Regions from separate parts of the Mus musculus genome. Here all the other regions are linked to region 2. Evidence: chromatin contacts called from public promoter capture Hi-C data. All regions are on one chromosome and are shown on one strand. Each heading gives the region's core, a stretch centred on a gene start, on an enhancer-like site or on the middle of the called end of the contact. The rest is flanking DNA. Distances are from core to core; before and after follow the strand shown.

Region 1 (3,636 bases), core at 759-3,258, 2.3 Mb after region 2:
TGGTTAGCAGGTTCTTCTTAGCCGGTCTCGCAGAAGCCAATTCAGGAAGATTCCCCAACATAAAATCAATCTCTCCAAGGATGGTAATGACTTCATGACTGTATGCATTGAGTTCACTCTGGAAGAGAAGGTCAGTTACTCTTACACAAACTGTGTAATACTTGGCTTAGGACAGCGGTTCTCACTCTGTGGATTGTGACTCTCACAGGGGTCTCGTATCAGACATTTTACATTATGATTCATAACAACAGCAAAATTACAGTGATGAAGAAGCAATGAAAATAATTTTATGTTTGGAGGTCACCACAACTGTTTGGAGGGTGGCTGCATTAGAAGGTTGAGAACCACTAACTTAGGATGTCACAACGCTCAGACCAAGTATACTTGCAGTGACAACTGGTATTATTAGACACCACCCCCTCCCCCGGTTTGCTATCAGATTTTTTTTTTTATTTCCAAGTTCTCAATAAGGCACACCCTGGATACTCAGGATGATTCTTCCTCTCTAATACATTCAGAGCCTCTAACGTCTTCACTACCGATCCAAGCCTTTTAAAATAGGGTTAAAAATGATCCCTTTCAGCATCACCTCCCGATTAATAACAGCCTCCCGAAGTCACGATGTAGGTACCGTGGCAACTTTGCTTTTGAGCAGCATCTTGATACTTCATCCTTAACGCACTGGTTTATAACCAGAGTCACACCTGCATATGTTCTACTTTGGAGCCAGATTTTAAATTCTGGACTTAATATATTTTCTTCAGGAACGCTATGTATGAACAAACATACACAAACTATCTGATGTTTGAGGAGTGGATGATTCACAGAGTTTTAATATTCACTATCCTATCTTGTTTACTAATTACCACAGCCCCTCTTTACCAGAAGTACTCTGAAGGAAGGTTTCTAGATTCTACTACAACTACTGTTACCACTTTTTGAAGCAGTCTTTGATTGAAAATCTGAAAATAGAGGTCTTACCATGCCTGGAATACAGATAGAAAGTAAAAGGGAGAAATAATATTACTAGAGAGTACAACAGACCATAGTTGTACCTTGAACACTACTTAAAACCTTGGTACTCAAAGCTTGCTTCTAAACAGGCCATATGTTATCACCTGGGCCCTCATTAGAAATCTCAGACACAGTCTCACGAGGACTAAGTCAGGATTTGTATTTTATCAGGTCCCCAGGGTGATTGTCTGTATACTGGAGGTCAATCATGTATATGATTAATGTCACACAAAGTCATATGGGGAATTTCAGTGCTGAAGATTATAGGAAATAAAAAGAACTGTCAACAAAAAGAAACCATTCTTTTAACGTCATGAAATAAAGACAGGGAGTGAAATAGCTGAAACCTACCAAGCAGACAAACTACTGAGATCCAGCCTATCCAGAGTTAACTGCACATTGTAAGGAAAGAGACTATGAACGCAGCAGAAATGGGCAAGGCTATACAGAGCGTTCGCAGACGAGAAATTGCCGGCGCCAAGTAAAGTATGCACTTCAATATGAGTGCAAATACAACAGTTTGGGCTCTAAGCGGGGCTGGAGAGTCCAGAGTCCAGGGTACTCTGCTTCCTCTTAACTGCTGGATAAACAAAACCAAACAACCTGCTACAGAGAAGGAATAAGGTGGCTCATCGGGCCCCTCCCACCCTGTGGAGGCTCACTTTGCTCAGGTCTGCCGCGATGGCTGCTAAGATTTCCTTCTCGCGCTCTTGCACCATCCTCCGCAGGGCCTCAAGCTGCTGCAATCGGAAGCGCAGCGGCCGAGATCGGCCGGACCGGAACGCCTGGCGAAGCCGTAGGACCTGGCGCTCCATGGCCGGGCCTGAGGAGAACGCGGAGCGAGGCAGGTGAGGGAGCACAGTACCAGTAAGGAGCTGCTATGGATGATGCCACAGCTCACTGCCACTTTCCGCTGCTGGGTCCTATCCGCCTACTGGCCTAGACCCGGCCCGGGTGTGGGCCAAACCCCAGCACTTCCCTGCTAACGACAAAGTGCGCACTCATTGGCTGAGCTGCTGCACGTGACTATGAGGCCCCGCCCCTTACCTCTAATCTAGCCGCGGGATTGCGGTCCCCGGGCGCCGGGTGTGTAGGTGCAATTTTTGGCACGCGAAGACGCGGAAGAAGTCCTTCTGGCTTCAGAAAAGAGCCAAGCGTCCTCTAGGAGGAGGAACTGAGGCCCGAGGGTGCTCACCCGGCCGGAAGTAGTCTCCCTTCGCCTGCAGTGCCTCAGATTCAGAGGCAAAGTCGCTGGGCCTGGGTAGGGCGGGCCTGGGTGGGGCGGGCCGGGTGACGCACGCGAAGGAGGTGAATCCAGTGTATACACACACACACACACACACACACACAAGCATTGTCATCGCCCACACTGATTTTCAATCCTCTCTACTGCGTACCATCCAAGGTTTTTTCCCAAATTTCCTCTCCAGGCTAATTAGCAATGGTTGACTTTCGTACCCATCTGGGGCTGCTCAGCGACGGCGGTCACTTTGTGTTGTCCTTCCCATCTTCTGGAAACATTTCCGCTTCCCTTCCTTGGCGTTCCCTAGGTTTTCCATCTCTGGATTTCTCCCTTTTCTGACCCATTAAAGTATTCAAATGTCTGGGACTAAGTTCTCTCCGCGCAGTCACTCATCTAATTCTACCAGTAGAGAGCAGAGAAGGCTCTCACCCAATCTTTCCTTGGACTCCCAAGGACACATTTAAATGCTAATCTCTATTTACACTTATAATGGACTTCTTATAGTTAATTTCATTAGAACTTTTTATTATTCTTCAGCAAACAACTCATACTTCCTACAGTGTTCCCTGTCTCTTTGACTTGATCTTCAAAATATATGTTGAGCCCAATAATGAGTGGTTCAAACCATACTACATATCTACTATATATAGCAATAGCACTCTAATAGGCTGCTTGCTTGATTGGTTGGCGACTATGAATCTGTTACTTCTTAGCTCTGTACTTACCGTTTTACACTCTGTAGTTCAGGAGCCCAGAGTAGGTTCTCCTCCCTCCTTGGCCTCCCAGGAAGTTCTGCCAGAGGAAGAAAGTAAGGAAGGAAGGAAGGACAGACTACCAGGACACTAAAGATTTCTGTTTCCCCATGGACTCAGTAGTGTGGCAGGTGCTGGCATTTCTATCGTGGAAGGAGAGTCAGTATATTCCTGCCTCTAGGAATTTCTTGGACAAGGTGGCTCCTAGTCCTAGAGGATGACAGTCACAGTGTCTCCAAATGGCACAGAAGTGGGCAGTACTGCAATGAGTTTCAGCTGAGATTCATTGGAGCAGTTTCTGATCTTTGAGACCATCCGCCCCACTCCACCCCCATGCTTCCTTCATTATTCCTGAAATCCTTCCTGCATGAAGTAACTGGGTGGGTTTGACTAGTTCCCCTTCAGCGTCACTGATACATTCAGAATGTACGGTGACCTTTATTAGTCAGTCCCTCTCTCAAAACTCTCCAGAGAATAAAATTCAAAGCCCATATAATCCTCTATAAGCCTATAAGTCTTGGCCTCTGGATGTGCCTCTTCTTATAGGATTTGCCCACGTAATGAGTTTTAGCCAGAGTGGCTTCCTTGCTGTTCACTGAACACTTGGGCACATTGCTATCCCAGGGC
Region 2 (3,959 bases), core at 168-2,667:
GCACTAGAGAGTGGCGCGGGCCGGGACGTCCCGGTTCCTGGGCACCACCAATGGACGACCCACGTCCTCCGGTTGGCGTAGCGCCTACCCGCGACCGCACACCGCAGGCACGGGCTCGGGATTCCCCGCTTTGGCGTTCACCGGCGTCAGTTTAAACTACACATACACGTTTGGAAGCAAAACACCATGATTGTCAGTGAGTTCTATTTTTTAACCAAATCCGTAAAGATGCACCACAGTTTGATTTCTATCCTTTTCTGGACTCACGTTTTTTGAAATTATGTGGACGACATTTCTCATCCTCTGACGTGATCTAAATAATCATTATTACTATTGTTTGATACCCTGATTGTGACCTTTGGGGGAATCCTTGAATACAGCCCATGTTATCCTTGAAAGCCTTTGCTTCAGAAATCCTTTTTTTTTTTTTTTTCCTAATTTTCTTTCAGATCTAAAGATGTTTTATTTTGTTTGATAAAGCGTCATTTCAGTGTACTCTAAGCCTCAAAATTATTATCCTTCTGATTCAGCTACCGAGTACTGAAGTTATAAGCATGGACTACTGTTCTTTGAGTCATATCTTCTAGTTTTTTTTTTTTTTTAATTAACGTACGTTAACTGTGCTTAGTAATGGGTTTCATTTTGATAACTTCACACACACACACACACACACACACACACACACACACACACACACACCAGCTCTCCCCTTTTTTTCCTCTTCCCTCTGGTCCCTTTCTCTCTATAAATACCACCCCGACCCCATTTTTATGCTTTTTTTTTTTTTTTTTTTTTAATCTAGCTTCCACATGCTAGAGAACCCATGCCATGCTTTTCTTCCTGCCTGGATCCAGCTTACTTAACACTGTGATCTTGAGTTCTTTCCATTGTTCCAGCAAACGACACAATTTCTTTTCGTTTTTCTCTTTATTTTTTTCCATCTCTACCCCTCCCTATTTTTAAAAAATAGTGTTAATACTATGTAGCCCTGGCTAACCTCAAACACACAGATATCCACCATCCTTTGCCTCCCGAGTCCTGGAATTAAGCTTAACTGCTGAGCTACCTCCAGCCCTCGCCCCCAGGGGCGTCCTCAGACCAGGTGGATGTTTTTTTAGTATTCCAGAACTCAGGAAAACTATGCCTCGTTGTTATATAAAGGAAGCATGCAGAAAGGTTCTAGAAGGTTCTTTGTGTCTTGGGAGTCGAGGCAAGATTGTTTTGTTTTTTTATTTAACAACAACAATAAAAGCTCCAAGAAAGCGACTTGAGTTTTTTCCACAGACCCCGCTGCCCTCCTACCGAGCCGCAACTAACAGTTCCAGAGTCCACACCACTCAGAGAGAATATAAGAGGCAGGGTGTAAAGTCAATCCCCCAATGGACCAATCAGAGTGCAGCATCCCATAATGCCACCTGGTGGGCAGCCAATAGGAATGTAGCTGGGTCTATAAAAGCAGTGCTACTCGCCCCCCACATTGTGCACCTGAGGAGCAAGGGAGGCGGACGATTCAGGAAGATGGCACGCACCAAGCAGACGGCACGGAAGTCGACGGGAGGCAAGGCTCCGCGCAAGCAGCTAGCCACGAAGGTGGCCCGCAAGAGCGCCCCGGCCACCGGGGGCGTGAAGAAGCCGCACCGCTACCACCCTGGCACGGTGGCGCTGCGCGAGATCCGGCGCTACCAGAAGTCCACCGAGCTGCTGATTCGCAAGTTGCCATTCCAGCGCTTGGTGCGTGAGATCGCCCAGGACTTCAAGACCGACCTGCGCTTCCAGAGCTCCGCGGTGATGGCGCTGCAGGAGGCCTGCGAGTCGTACCTCGTGGGGCTGTTCGAAGACACGAACCTGTGCGCTATCCACGCCAAGCGGGTGACCATCATGCCCAAAGACATCCAGTTGGCTCGGCGCATCCGCGGAGAACGGGCTTAGGCTCCCACAGGCACCGCTCATGAACCCAACGGCTCTTTTCAGAGCCACCCACAGAGTCAGAAAAAGTGTCTGTAACGTAGACTTAGGTGTCCTGTCTCCTCAGGAGGTGAAGACAAGGTGGCCGGCAATCGAAGTGTCTCCCCAGATCAGTCTAGAGGGCTTAGCAGCTAATCCTTGCCCATTGAGCTATTTGACTTGCAGCTCCGTCCTATTCTAACCTGCCTTCCCTTGATAGGTATAGTGGCCTGAGCCCTTGTACTACAAGATGATGGTTGTGTTGCTGACTGGTTTTACCAAGTGAAGGTAGCTCCTACCGGCAGTAAACGTGCTATGTTTGCATAGTTGATAGTATCCAAACGCATCTGCTCAGTAACCAAGTTACTTATGTTTTGTGTTTTAAGGCTCATAATGCCTGGTATTAAAAAGGCTAGCTATTCCTGTACTTGAAAAGTTGGCCTTTCTCCTGATGGAAAGCCCAGTGAACTGCCTTTGATTAAAGTTAATTTTGCCCATCTGTTAACGGCGGCAGCAAAAGAGTCAGGAAAGTGTTAACTTACATATTTCCAGGGGACACATCCAGAGAATCCTGTCTTAAACGATTCCTGTAGGGTACGAAAGTCTAGCTGTTGTCTTGACTCAACCTGAGTTGTAAGCAATAGGAACCTCTCTTATCAAAAGGATGTTTTGCGCTGGAGTTTAATTCTCTGAGCCTTGGTTTTTCATACTGTCCAGTACTGTATGACTTCTGAGCCATACAAAAAGGGTGGTGTTCAGAGATGACCGGCATGGAGACTAACCGGCTTGATCAGAAATCAAACTGGGAGGAACCCGAGATGGTTAACTGAACTGCATTAGTGGAGGGCTGAGGGGAATAGCCTGAATAAGCCTGTGAGGTTAACACAGAAAACTTTACCTCTCCTTTGTAGTGGAATCACTCATTAATGCCAATGTTAAATACATAAATTACTCCTAGGGTGTGCATATAATATAAGTATGCAACTGAAGAGTTTTGAAGCCCATTATGTCTCCAAGCCCAGGGATGGGGGAGCAGGGGAGGGCAAGGAGGCAGAGGGGAGGTAGAGGGGGGCAGGATGGGGGGGTGGGTGAGTCTAAAGACTGTTTGTGTAGCCTTGGCTGTCCTGGAACTCCCTCTGGCCTCAAATTCAGAGATGAGCCTGCCTCTGCCTCCGCCTCCCGAGTGCTGAAATTAAAGGCAGGGATCACCACCTCCCAACTTTGAGTTGCTAATTTCTAAATTGCCCCCTTTTCATTTTCCTAGCCTCAATCCATGCAAACCCGACCACATTTTCCCTGCATTCCCCACCTGAGTCTCCACCTAATCTCTTTGCCCTATTGATCTATTTATTGGTCCCACAAATATGGTCTAGCGAAGCCATATTTCTGTCACCGCCCCCTTCTCCCTGGCTCCACCCTAAGCAACGAAGCCCCCGCCTCCTCCCTTCGGTGTAGCAGCCTCAGCCCCGCCCCCGCGGCATCTCTGCCAAGCAACCTGCCTGCGTGAGTTGACGCCACAATGGCCCTCTGCCCCAGCTCCTGGTCTTCCCTAGTGCTGTAGCACAAACCCAGCCTTTCCCCCATGCGGCGCACTTGCCCCTGGCACCTGGCGCAGTGCAAGGCTCCTTCCTTGTGAGTAACCACCGTCCAGAGAATTCGCTCGCTCACTCACTGTCTGGGTCGAGACTAGGGGGTTCCTTCTCCTGTCCCCACCAAAGTCAAACCATAAGCTTCAAACCGTGGACCACTCTGATTACGTGGGTCTCCTGGATGAGCCCTCATTGACCTTAGATGACCCAAGAACCCTGATGTCTGTCTCTGCTCTAGGGAAGCCAGGGCCCTTTGGCCCTGGTTCTGACTAGGTGGTCAGACTAGGTCAGACTAGGTGGTTCTGACTAGGTGGTGAGACTCTTGAGATTGGGTCGGGAGAAGGTAATGCCCTGTGCTCTGCTCATAGAAAGTTCAGATGAAATTAACATGGCAGCCACTCTGGAATATCCGAAGATGCTTGGCTT
Region 3 (3,976 bases), core at 743-3,242, 2.7 Mb after region 2:
ATTTACCATATGAAAGGCTAGGCCTCATCCCTCGAACTGCAAAATAAATAAGTAACCACAATAATATCCTATACAAATATGCAAATGGATAATGAGCATGTGTTGGCCACATGAAAGACATTCACATTGTTGGTGGGGCTAGAAGACAGCCCAGAATTCTAGACCGCACTCTGGAAATTTGCTAATGATGCTGCCATTTCCACGGGATTAGGAGATAGAAAATGGCTGTCAAGGTTGGGGTGGGGACCTGGCTGCTTAGTTCTAATAAGTAAGGGCTCTGCAGTGTCACAATCCTGCTAGCTTTGGTTGGCCTCCAGCCTGCAATTCTGTAATCCTGCCACGCATTCCAAGTCCTGGGATTAGAGGTGTGCATATCTTGATGGTAATGGTTGTTAAACCTATACATAATGACAAGGCTGTATACCCCACTCCCCAGCGCTCACGCGCACGCACACACACACACACACACACACACACACACACACACAAGATCTGATGCAGCTCTGTGGATGGCCCAAAGGATTTTCTGGCCAAGACAGTCATATCAGATGAAACTGGAGAAAATGAATAGCCTCTCCATTCACTCTTTACAGCTTCTTGTGACTTGAGTGGAGCAGATGAGCCTTCCAGCCAGAGGGCCAGGTTCCTTAATGAAGCCGGGAACTCCACAGTGGTAAGAACAAGAGAATAAACTGAGGGTCAGCACATCTTTGTTGAGGGTACAAGACTCACACTCATCACTGCCCCTCTCTGCTCCTTGGGAATGGGAGGTAAGGAGGTGACTCAGGTGCCCGAGGTGGGCAAGAGTGCCAAGCAAGAGCAGGTATGAACCACAGTGTTCACCCAGTGTAAGGCCTGATGAGGACTTTGAGGCTAGAGGTGAAGGGTTTGAGTCTGGGGATCAGTGGTGAGGACTCCAAGGATGCTAACTAGGCTTTGAAGCTTTGAAAGCAGTGAATGCAGGGCAAGGAGGCCTTACTGGAAAATGAACAGTGAGGACATGTCTGGAGGGTACAATGTTGCCATTAGCTTGTCCTCATTAGGTTAAGGCCAGGGTCCACTGGGACTCAAACCAGCTCTATCCTGACCCAGAGATGGTAAGTAGGCTAGAAAGACAGGGCAGTATTGGCCTGGTGTCCTGAAACAAGAAGCTTCAGGAAGGAGCCCTTTGCCAAACTGCACCTGACATCCTGCCCTCAGATAAGGACCTAATGGTCTCCATCACTGGGGAACAGCCAAGAGCTGCGTTTGAGCACAGCTTGGTTCTCTCTACCCTTTTCTGGCGCAGGGTTCAGGCATGTGAGGTGCACCAGGTTCTGCTAGGTGGGATCCCAGCAAGCAGTTGGGCTCAGGACTAATCTGTATCTGGTCTGTGCACATGGAGAGCAAGAGTGTGGAAGCAGTTGGAGCTGGAGCTGGGCCTCGGCCCACGACCCAACCTTCAGTCTACAACTGGACAGCTGAGCATCCCACCCGCAAGACAGAACCGGGCCAGAGATGGACCAGGATCGCCAGCGGGACTGGGGGGCAGAGGAAGACTTCCACGAGGCTTAGAGGCAGCAAATTGTCCAGCCTTGCGCCGTCTGAGGAGATGAATCAGCTTCCGGCTCCGCCCCCGGGGCCGCACGTGACCCCAGGTGAGGGTGGCAGGGTGGGCGGGACCGCCCTTAGTCACCGGCGGTCCAGCCCGGTGCCACCACCAACGCCTGTGGTTCCTCGGGTCGTCCGGTCTGCACGGCGCCACCTGCTTGGTAAGCAAGTCCCTCCTCCGGGTTTGCGAGCCTCACTTGGGCTGGCGTCCCGGCTCTTACTCCGGACTGGGGCGAGGGTCCCCGTCAGCCCCAGCTTATTCCCAGGATTCCGAGAACCTCAGGCGGATCCCAAGACAGAGGCAGAGGACAACCGCGGCCCTGGACGGCTCTGGCTAACCTCGCCACGCCTCGCTCCGCCCACACACTACCCGCCACGCCCCTTCCTTCGCCACGCCCCCGCCCGCCCTCTGACCCCGACCGCGGTCTTTTGCTGATTCCCTCAGGTGCGGTTCTCAGAGGCGCCGAGGCCCCGGAGCCTGAGAGCGCGGTGCCCGTCGGGCCGCGTTCCCACAGCGAGGGCCACCATGGCCTTCTCCCAGGTGCAGTGTCTGGACGACAACCACGTGAACTGGCGATCCAGCGAGTCGAAGCCCGAGTTCTTCTACAGCGAGGAGCAGAGGCTGGCCCTGGAGGCCCTGGTGGCCCGGGGTCGCGACGCCTTCTACGAGGTGCTGAAGCGCGAGAACATCCGCGACTTTCTTTCGGAGCTGGAGCTTTCGCGTATCGTGGAGGCCATCGAGGTGTACGACCCGGGCTCTGAGGACCCGCGGGTCTCGGGCCGCCGCCCCGAACCCCAGGACAACGGAGGCGCGGATGCCAGCGAGGAGACCAGTGCGGCGGGCGGGCCCCCAGCCACGGAGACGCTGCCCTCGCTGGAGTATTGGCCCCAGAAGTCGGACCGCTCCATCCCGCAGCTGGACCTGGGCTGGCCTGACACCATTGCCTACCGAGGTGTGACCCGGGCCAGCGTCTACATGCAGCCACCCATCGACGGGCAGCCGCACATCAAGGAAGTGGTGCGCAAGATGGTCAGCCAGGCGCAGAAGGTGAGGCGCCACGGCGAGACCCCCATTCACCCAGCACGCATGGGCACCGAGACAGCCCCTGGACCTCTGACTGGCCTCTCGGTTGCCTCCTCCGGTGATCAGAAGCTGAATGTCCACTCCCTCTAGCAGGTGGCACTGGGCTTCCAGGCTGAGTGGGCTTCTGTGCCCTCCTGGAGTGTTTCTGAGTTCCCCAAATGCAAACCATGAGCTGTGTGGGAGGAATGCGGCCTTTCTCTCACCCACTCTCCCTTATCTCGTCTCAGACCCAGGAGCAGATAGAAGCTTGCACACATACATGAGCTTGCTGGCAGGGGTCTCGGGAGAGACGTGGAGGCTGGTCTGGAGCCCTGAGGAAATCTGCCTGCTTCCTAGCTGTGCTGTGTGGCTGGTGGTGGTTCTCCAAGCTTTTCTCTGAGTGCTACAGTAGCAGCAGCTGTCCAGGCCAGAGCAGGTGGTACCTATTGAAGGTTTTCACCAGTGGAAGAGGTGAGGGTATTTACTTAGGTTGTGGTTTGCCATCAAGAGGCTCTTCAGGCCTTGTGTGGATTCCCTTAGCTGACAGCCGTTGACTGGGCTGCACAGTGCCCGGCTTTGGGTGACTGCTCCATACTGACACACACACATCTTGAGAAGCTGTGTACAATGCTTGTACAGACAGTCAAACCATAGCTGGGTGGCCATGAATGAGCAGAGGTGTGCCTGATTTGACAGGCAAGGTAGCCCAGCAAGTTGCGATATATCTAGAGCAGGTCTGTCTTCAGGTGGTAGTGAGAGTGTTCCTACCTGGGTCTGACCCCTTCACTGTCCGGGTCCAGAATGAGGCAGTCAGTGTACAAGGCCAGGTGTCTACCCTGGGGACTGATCTGGCTGACAGGGCCTGGGGAGCTCTTGGGCAGAGACCAAAAGTGGGTCAGTAGCTGAGGTGGCTCAGCTTTCCCCCAGAGTCGAGGCTCTGTCCATGGGGCCACTAACTGAGGGTTTCTAGTCTGTAGGTACACTTTGCATCTCTAGCCATTGTGATGGTAGGGTATTGGGTGGCAGGAAGGAGGAAGGACTGAATAATACTCTGGACACCTGAGAATAGTTGGGAGTCTGTTGCCCCTAAAAAGGGCCAGGGGTGACTCCCACTGTGGCAGAGCCCAGTCCCTTGAGAGGAGGGAGAAAGACTGAATGGGGCCCAACCTGCTGTGCCAGTGCTCTTACAGCAGGAAGGAGGCCACGTCCACTTTCCAGCTTGGCCTGGGAACAGCTACAGGCTCTAATCTTCTGCAGACAGAATGACATAGGGCCAGTCAATGATAAGGACAGATAGGGGTGCCTGGGGCCAAGTTGTACCCT

Evidence for each region. Promoter capture Hi-C pulls out the DNA fragments that hold promoters and counts their contacts.
Region 1: a contact with region 2 is called in a promoter capture Hi-C map of pre-B cells, with 5 times the contacts expected there. The contact joins the promoter of Aldh3a2 here to the promoter of H3f4 in region 2. A contact is called at or near these places in 2 of 39 promoter capture datasets (liver and pre-B cells).
Region 3: a contact with region 2 is called in a promoter capture Hi-C map of liver, with 7 times the contacts expected there. The contact joins the promoter of Fam83g here to the promoter of H3f4 in region 2.

The regions. Positions count from the first base shown.
Region 1 is chr11:61,265,178-61,268,813 of GRCm38.p6, forward strand. It overlaps Aldh3a2 (aldehyde dehydrogenase family 3, subfamily A2), which reads right to left and starts at 2,009. Exons shown (of 10, transcript NM_007437.5): 1 at 1,677-2,009; 2 at 1-118. The coding sequence starts at 1,829.
Region 2 is chr11:58,960,294-58,964,252 of GRCm38.p6, forward strand. H3f4 (H3.4 histone) reads left to right here and starts at 1,418. Exons shown (of 1, transcript NM_001318003.2): 1 at 1,418-1,980. The coding sequence starts at 1,519. The coding sequence ends at 1,929. It overlaps Trim17 (tripartite motif-containing 17), which reads left to right and starts at 3,488. Exons shown (of 7, transcript NM_031172.3): 1 at 3,488-3,576.
Region 3 is chr11:61,682,418-61,686,393 of GRCm38.p6, forward strand. Fam83g (family with sequence similarity 83, member G) reads left to right here and starts at 1,993. Exons shown (of 5, transcript NM_178618.3): 1 at 1,993-2,638. The coding sequence starts at 2,117. The region is part of intron 9 of Slc5a10 (solute carrier family 5 (sodium/glucose cotransporter), member 10); the gene reads right to left.